2 separate regions of the Rattus norvegicus genome follow, and region 2 is linked to region 1. A link is a contact called in public HiChIP or PLAC-seq data. All regions are on one chromosome and are shown on one strand. The core of a region is the stretch at or near the end of the contact, and the rest is flanking DNA. Distances in the headings are between cores, read along the strand shown.

What was found. HiChIP or PLAC-seq counts read pairs in DNA pulled down with a chosen protein or histone mark.
Region 2: a contact with region 1 is called in an H3K27ac HiChIP or PLAC-seq map of oligodendrocytes, with 14 times the contacts expected there. The contact joins the promoter of Ctso here to the promoter of Gria2 in region 1. A contact is called at or near these places in 4 of 12 Hi-C or Micro-C datasets (the A7r5 cell line, the Rat2 cell line, Schwann cells and 1 more) and 1 of 1 datasets of contacts at active chromatin or transcription factors (oligodendrocytes).

The regions. Positions count from the first base shown.
Region 1 is chr2:168,366,156-168,370,391 of GRCr8, reverse strand. Gria2 (glutamate ionotropic receptor AMPA type subunit 2) reads left to right here and starts at 2,776. Exons shown (of 16, transcript NM_017261.2): 1 at 2,776-3,293; 2 at 3,809-3,949. The coding sequence starts at 3,206. LOC134485927 (a long non-coding RNA gene) reads right to left here and starts at 3,896. Exons shown (of 2, transcript XR_010064323.1): 1 at 3,759-3,896; 2 at 1-1,622.
Region 2 is chr2:169,525,917-169,530,031 of GRCr8, reverse strand. It overlaps Ctso (cathepsin O), which reads right to left and starts at 1,564. Exons shown (of 8, transcript NM_001427175.1): 1 at 1,393-1,564. The coding sequence starts at 1,500.

The DNA.
Region 1 (4,236 bases), core at 1,527-4,026:
AGATTAAGATAAGTATTCAAAAAGCTCTAAGCTTTGTAGCTTTAAAGGGTGATCTTTAGGCATATAAAAACCATACACAAATATTTTCCTATTTTTTTGTATAACCATTTACTCCATTCAGTTTAACTTCATTATACTTAATTAGACAGCATTCTGTAGTGAAAAGAATGTTTACTACATAATGTAGTTCATTGAAAAGCTTCATGGAAGCTCATATTAATGTAATTATGTTATGTTTTAGTAGGAATTGTTTCTAGGGGTTGGGGATTTAGCTCAGTGGTAGAGTGCTTGCCTAGCAAGCGCAAGGCCCTGGGCTCACAAGGCCTTGGATTCGCAAGGCCCTGGGTTCGGTCCACAGCTCCGGAAAAAGAAAAAAAATGGAAAAAAAGGAATTGTTTCTAGCTGTGTGAAAACCAGATATTTGCCTAAGTTTTGAACTTAGATTACTAGGATAGCAATTTCATTTTTAAAATGCCTGCTAAAATTCTACAGACTTTCTGTACAATTGCAATTTATCAACAAGAAGTAATATTTGATAAGGTTGTATATATTCTCTGGGAATAAAGCACCATGATTCAGCAAATCCATGTTCTTTAATGATGAAATCCAGTCAATTTTGAGTTCATATCTGTCCTTGAATTTCAAATAGGTTAAAATGAAAGCTTCTTTTGAAAACTCCCTTTCTTTTAAATTTTAATTTGCTTGCCAGACACATTAAGTATCCCACATTTTTTTTCGATAATCAAGCTTCTGTCCCTTTATCTTCAATTATCATCTCAAAGCACTTTGAATGAGACTGAAGATGCTTTGGTGGAAAATATTGAAAAGCAAGTAAAAGAAGAATGTCACTGAAGAGACGTTTTATTCGCTGTATCTGTTGATCTGACTGATTCTTTTAGATGTTGAAGTTCATAAACTTCAAACCACTCTTGTGCTGGGCGTCAGAAGTAGAGATGGAAATGTGTGTAATTTGTTTGATTATTCTTTATGTAACAAGTTGGGATGTTTATAATTCTTGTCGTGCCTATAATTTTATTTTTATTGATTTTCTGCAAGGCTTTTGTACTTTTCTATTTAGAGGATCTGCTAAATCGTGTGGAGTTTTTGATTTCCAGGTGAAATAAATTATTGGTTATAAAAAGAAGGTATTTTTCACCTAGAATATGTAAACTTATAATCTTAGTACATTATACCTATGTTCTGTATTCTTGCCGTAGGGACACACACGCATGCGCCCACACACAAACACACAGAGAGATAAAGACAGAGAGATCATAACATGAAACCATAAGCTTACAGTATTTAGAAGTCACAGATATTACTTCGCGTTTTGCTTTTGTTCATTCCTTCTCATTTTTATAAAGAATATGTATTTTAAAATCTATTTTAACAAATGGGAAGTTTTAGACCCAGTGTGACTAAGGCAGAAGTAGGATTTAAGGGGGTTCAGAAGGAAGTTACCATGTGTGATATTAAAGTCACCTTTCCTCCATAAGATATAACCAGGAAGTGCTCTCGTGCACTTCGGGGCCATCAGCCAGTTCTCCCTTTGATGTTGTCAGCTTCAATGGCTCTCCTGGCTCCTGGCAACAGATCTTTGAACCGAGACTTCTTTAGTTTCTCTGTTTAAAACAAAACACATACAGTTTGGTGAAGGATTTCTGAGGCTTCAGAGAGAATTGTCACAGCAGGAACACAGAGATGGCTTGGCATGAAGTAGAATATTGAACATGAATTTCACAGGCACATAGAATCATCAGGAGTCTTCACCAAGCCCCTTCTCACAAACTTGAACTTCTAACCTATTCGTTATATCCCAGATATTCAAGCCGGCTTGATGTAATGAGGTAACCTACTTCTTTGAGGCAGTGATTATTTTTGAAATCTAAGGTCCATAATATAATGGGGTATCTGGTTTGTAACTTAGAGTCTGGACAGATTATGGACATCCTTTCTAGACAACCTTGGTCTATTTTTTTTTCTCCTCCCAGAAACCTACGGTTCCTTTCAATCCATATAAATAAAAAGGACATCTAAGAGCCAAGTCTACATGACCGTACAGCAGGAGGGAGTCTGCACTGTAGTTCAAGAGCAATCCACAGGCAGTGCGGCTTGAACGAATCGAACCATAACCCAAAGGGGCATACTCTAAAGATGGATTCCTACACAAAGTCCTTCAAAGGTTCAATCCAGTTACAAACACCCAACCTCCGCGGCATCTTTTGTAGTTAAGGATAGAATTTTGGGTTTCCCTGGAATTATGCTTGCATCATAGGAAGCTAAAGTTCACAGTTTTGGGAGTCGTCCTTTCAGAGAGTATTTTTGCTTTTTAGCTGGGTCAGGTGAGGCAGAAGGCAGTGTGTCGATATTGCTAAGTGGATTTTGAGACAATCAAATCATATTCGTTGTACTTGATATAAAACAACAGGGCCCTACGGAAGAAAGCTTCACTGCCAATAGCAATTAGCAGTTCGGCTTCCCAGGCATAGCAACCGGAAATCAGTTTTGCAGCATTTGGATCTGGCTGGAGCATCTCTGCAGCTACCATAAACCCTGCAACCTCAGCCCAGAGCTCCGACTAAAGCGCTGTCCTCGGTGCTAAAATCGGATGCGCAAGACTGGAGGTCTCTAAGAGGCACCAGGCTGCCCGGCTCTGAGCTGAGCTTTCTCGGCACCGTGCAGAAGCTGCCAGGGCTGTGCAGGGTGCAGGGCGCTGTGCGGGGGAGGGGTAGGTGCGCGAGCTCCCTGCCTGCCTTGAGTCGCGCACGCGCGCCCGAGACTGCCTGCCCCTCTCTGTGACTTTCCTGTGTGTGTGCGTGTGTGTGTATGTGTGTGTATGTGTGTGCGCGCTCGTGTGAGAGAGGAGAGAGGGAGAAGAGAGCTCGAGAGAGGGTGATTGTGTGAGTGCATGGGAGGGTGCTGATATTCCCAGACACCAGGACTACAGCGGCAGCTCAGCTAAAAACTGCATTCAGCCAGTCCTCGGGACTTCGGGAGCAGGGACAGGACGCAAGGCATCAACAGCCACCAGCTACAACTGGGAAATAAGGATTCTTCTGCCTTCACTTCGTGTTTTTAGCAGCTCCTTGCTAAATATCGACCTCACAATGCAGAGGATCTAATTTGCTGAGGAAAACAGTCAAAGAAGGAAGAGGAAGAAAGGGAAACGAGGGGATATTTTGTGGATGCTCTACTTTTCTTGGAAATGCAAAAGATTATGCATATTTCTGTCCTCCTTTCTCCTGTTTTATGGGGACTGATTTTTGGTGTCTCTTCTAACAGCATACAGATAGGTAGGTACCTTTTGTCTTATGCCTTTGAATTGTGCATAATTTGGTGCTAATCTTTGTTCACAGTGACCAAATTAATTCATGTCATGTAGACTTATGTCATACCTTGACTGCATTCCAGATTTAAACTACCTAGAATATACATGATTTTTTTTTAGACTGAAGTAAAAAGACATGAGTATGCCTTTTGACACAATAGCGGGGAGAGGATCTGTTCTGACCCCGGGACTGCGTTACTTCTGCCTTAAGGCATCTCCTAGTGTGTTCAGATTTTCGGGGGTATGATCGCAAAGCTTGAGATTAAAAGGGAGAACATTTTTGGTCTTTAGACTCCCCTCCTTGCCTAGATTCATTGGGCACCTTTTGGATGTCCGACCCTTGCTGCCCAACTCACTGATTATGTTTATTCTAGTGGTTAGTGTGAATAAGAGACTCTGGGGCTGCTGGGTGTTAGCACCCCACTCTTACCTCTCCAGGGCTCTGACAATGTTCTCTTGCTTGCTATTTATTCTTTGCAGGGGGGCTATTTCCAAGGGGCGCTGATCAAGAATACAGTGCATTTCGGGTAGGGATGGTTCAGTTTTCCACTTCGGAGTTCAGACTGACACCCCATATCGACAATTTGGAGGTAGCCAACAGTTTCGCAGTCACCAATGCTTGTAAGTAATGAATATTCACGTTCTTCCTATGCTGCACAGAGAAAGCAAGCCTGTGAATGCTGGTGAAGGATGGTGTGTGTGTGTGTGTGTGTGTGTGTGTGTGTGTGTGTGTGTGTGTGTGTTTTGCCGGCCTGTCATGTGTGGGTGGGAGTGACTGCACACGCGCGTGCGTGTGAGGGTACAGAGAGAAGGTGGCTGTAATCTTTGGGACCCCCACTGGCCAGCGGGCTGTGAAGTGGGGACAAAAGCCATTGAACAGTGTGACAGTATGTGCACCCTAGAATCTG
Region 2 (4,115 bases), core at 315-2,814, 1.2 Mb before region 1:
TTCTATTTTGTAATTTATCAGTGACTGTGACTGTAATCTTGACTGTACATTTACTGGGTTTGGGAATATCCATGGAAATAAACCTTTGAGCCGAGTCTGAGGATGCTTCTAGATGAGTGTAACTAGGGTAGGAAGCCCATCGTAAACTAAAAAGGCACTGTGTCAGGTGATAGGGTTCTGGACTGAATAAAGATAGGAAAATGAGCTGGGAAGACAGTATCCGTGTCTTTCCCTTCCTGGATGTTGATTTAGTGTGGACAGGTGCTCCACACACATGCTACCATGACACCCCCATCATGATAGACTCTCCCCTGAAGTGTGAGCCAAGGCAGACCCTTCTTTAAGTTGCTTTTGTTGGCAACCTCGCTTTATTTCAGCCAGGAGGAAAGAAATTATACACTTACATCGTTGACCTTCAACATTCAAGATTTAAAAAAAACTATTTAGCCAATAAACACATTGTCAACACCCATGATACTGACTACTTCACCCCAGTGGGTCTAGTCCATCAGGAGATGAAGTCAAGAACAGGTCTCGGTAACACATAGGTCAAGGACTCTGGCGAGAAATAGTGCTTCTGATAACAAGAAATGAGCTTAAAAGTAACAAAGGGAGCAAAAAGGGCACACATTTTGATCTGAGTACAACACAAGGGTAGCTGAAACCAACTTAGGCCAAAGAGGACAGCGGAAGGAAGCTGAGCTATGAAGCCCCATAGAAATCTCAGAAAACAACAGGAGACCCTAATTAAATGGCCCATGAGCAGCATCCTTGAATTCAGACTCTGAGTCAGAGCAGATGAGTTTCCTTCTCTAATAAAATGGTGATGGCATCTTTTCAGATTTAAAAACCTGTCAGATAGCATCACCTATAGCAACTGAGGCCAAGTGTGAATCCGCATTCCGGCCAGTTTCCCTGGTTACTGGGGAAAATGTATCCGCGGTTAGCCACTCGGTCCATTTCAGAAAGAAATTGGATTACTATGAAAAATTTTTAAAAGCAATAAAGCCAGAGAGAACTTCATAGTAAAGTGGTAGACAGTGGATGGATAAAGGACAGAGAATCATTTATCCATCTTCGAAGTCTCTCAGAATTAAGAAGCTGCTCCTGGCATTTGAACTTCCAGTCACAGGAGGGAGCTAGTGCCCTCTGCCGGCGGCTTTCTATGAGACAGGTTTGGTGTGGGGAAAGCTTTGGAGTTGAGAGGGCACTTGTTCCCCTTAGCTTTGCCCTGGACATCTTTTAGTGTTTTGGGGCACAGCATACTAATCCTTGCCTTGAGAAATCAAGGCTTTTAGGGAGCTGCTCTACTGGGGAAATGCGCGCTTGGAGTTTGGGTCCCTCCCTAGGAGCCCCGGGGCAGTGGACAAGTAAAGGGAGCGAACTTGGTACCCGCAAGGCAGCCGCCTCCCGCTGGGGGCTCCAAGGCCAGGTCCGGGCGACCCCGCGGCCGAGACAGCAGCAACACAGCAGCAAAAGGCTGGCCGCGTGAGGCTTCATCCCGGCGCCCGAGGTCCTCTGCGCCCAGCCCGCTTTCTCTTTCGGTTTCTCGGCTCCGCCCACTGCCTGAGTCGGGCGCACGCCCTGAAGTAGAAAGCTGCCGGGGTCCCTGCTGTTTTGTTTGTTTGGTGCTTCTTGGGCTCATCACTGACCTTTAGTGCTGTTATTAAGCATTAAGGGTTTCCCTTTTATCTAATAAGAAAGTGAGCAAGGCGTGATTTATACAGCAGCCCGAAGAGACTAAACTTGTGTTTCCTGCCATCTGAGATTAAGCACATTATTTTTCTTCCTGTCGTTTCAAATTGAATATGTGTTCGTTGAATGTGTATACATTGAATTCAGCAGGTTGTATGTGGACGTATAATGTGTCTGAATTTACACGCGTCCTTCTATGGGTCTTTAGAAATAAGTGACAAAACTGTTACTGCACAAAACCACACAATTTCTTGTGGCCATTTCTCCACTTGTAGACAGCTGCACCCGCTTCCAAAGTTTGTGATGAAATTTGGCTAATAAATTCTAAACACTTCATTATATGCTGAACACGTTTTGTGTATTTCTTTGTTTAATTGTTAAGGTTGCTTTAATTTTTCTTACTGTTTTATTATGTTGTTTTCTTCTTGCTTAGTATATTTCATAATTTTTCTTCTTGCTTAGTTTATTTCATAATCCATCCTGTTCACTTCCTACCCCCTGCTTTAATTCTCTGATGTCAGTTTTAAAAATCTTGCTTCCAGAGTGCAAAAGGAACAAGAGGAACGGAACATGTTCAAACCAGTCAACATGTCTGCACACACACATCTCAGCCTAAGAGGTTTCCGGTACAGTGTTGGAGAGCTTTCCTTTAAGGAATCTGGGTGACTGAAGATCTGTGATCAAATATCACAAGTCGCTGGTGACCCTTGGGAGAAGACAGCTAGCCACTTCTCAGAAGGTTTATGCACACGAAATGCAAATTATTGTTTTGGAGTGAGTCTTTTCACTGTGTTTTTCTTTTATCCCTTCTCTGTTTTCCAAAAGCAGAGCCTATGTAGACAAATTGTAATCAGGTTCCCAGAAATGGGGTGTTCTGTATCGTGTCTGTCTTAGCTTCTGTCCTGGCATGTATCTGAATAATCCTAGTGTCCATTTTCTCATTCCCTCATCCCCAGGCTACCCCAACTGCCCTACTTAAAACCCAAACCCCTCCCCCTCTCCACCTTACTCTTCAGGTACTGCCCCATTGTCTCTAACATATGTAGCCATTTGATCTACAGCACTTTTCTGTAATGCCAGCTTCATGAGGGCGACAATTTCATTTCTTTAGTCTCTGATGCACCAACAACATATAGTGGGTATTCAATCAGTAGAGGTTTGTTGATATTAACTTATTAAATTTAGTCCAAATAAACTTTCTTTCGATCACAGCAATTATTCTGAGTTTGGTCCTTTAAGTATAAATGTTTCTCACTCAAAGGATTGTCAAAAGAAGAAAATTATCATCAGAAAATAACTTCAGTTTAATGACAGCAGGAGAGAATGCATAGAGATGGGCAAGCTACAAAGGAGGGTCCCTTGCACAAGAATTGCTGAGATTAGCATACGCAGGAGTCTGTGGACTCCTTTCTATCTCAGTTGCATCTGCATCACTAAACTTTCCAAGAGAAACATCTTATCACAGAGGGTCTAAAGGACCTCCCTGGAGCTTCTCTTCATGCCCAGGTCAGACTTTTTATCACCAGGTCTGCACCAGAGAACAGTTACTCCCTGTACCTAAAAAGCTATAAATCAGATGTTGGTTCTGCAGATGTAGAGGGCTATGACATGCCCAGTGAAGGCATCTGGAAACCTTATTTAGAGTAGATTATAATGGGTCCTGGAGAACGAGTTTCCTGCAGCCTGACAGTGATAAAGTGGGTGATAGAAGCCACTATCACTTGAGGTAAAATTCATAATACTTCATGAGCAAAGAGGCCTCTATTTTCACTTTACAGTGATGACTTCTGTAACCATGTCTGTGGCTCTGAGAAGACAGCATTCTTCTTAGGCAACTGCTCATCCAACAGAGATAAACAGAGATGAAATGTGCAGAAACGCAGACGGAATTTTCTCTGAGATTTATAACCCAGCCATATCCACCAGCTTCCCATTACTATAACAAAATGGCTGACACCACCAATAGATAAAGAAAAATGACTTAATATAGGCTTTTGCTTCTTAAGGTTTCAGTCTAAGATCGGGCAGACGGTTTCATTCTTTTGGCTATTTGTCACAGATGAAAGATGGGACAGATGTGGCAATGACCGAATGCATGAGCATGAGGGTAGAGAGCCACTTCAAGGGCATGAGCTAAAGAACTTCCACAGGGGCGTTCATTGTTATCCAGTAGCAATGCCCAGTGACCAAGCATTTAACAAGGGGGCCCTCAAGGCAACTCTGCATCCAGATGACGGGATTAACTCTGGGTTCCCCTTGTATAGAGGGGTCAGAAAAGAGACATCGAAGACCACTTCTTGCAACTCCCAGCTTGGTGTGTGTGACCATTAGTGCAGCATCACATTCAAAAGCCTGAGGGGAGAAATGCATCCAGTGTGTTCCACAGACCCAAGGGAAGTAAATGCAGACATGTGGAGTTT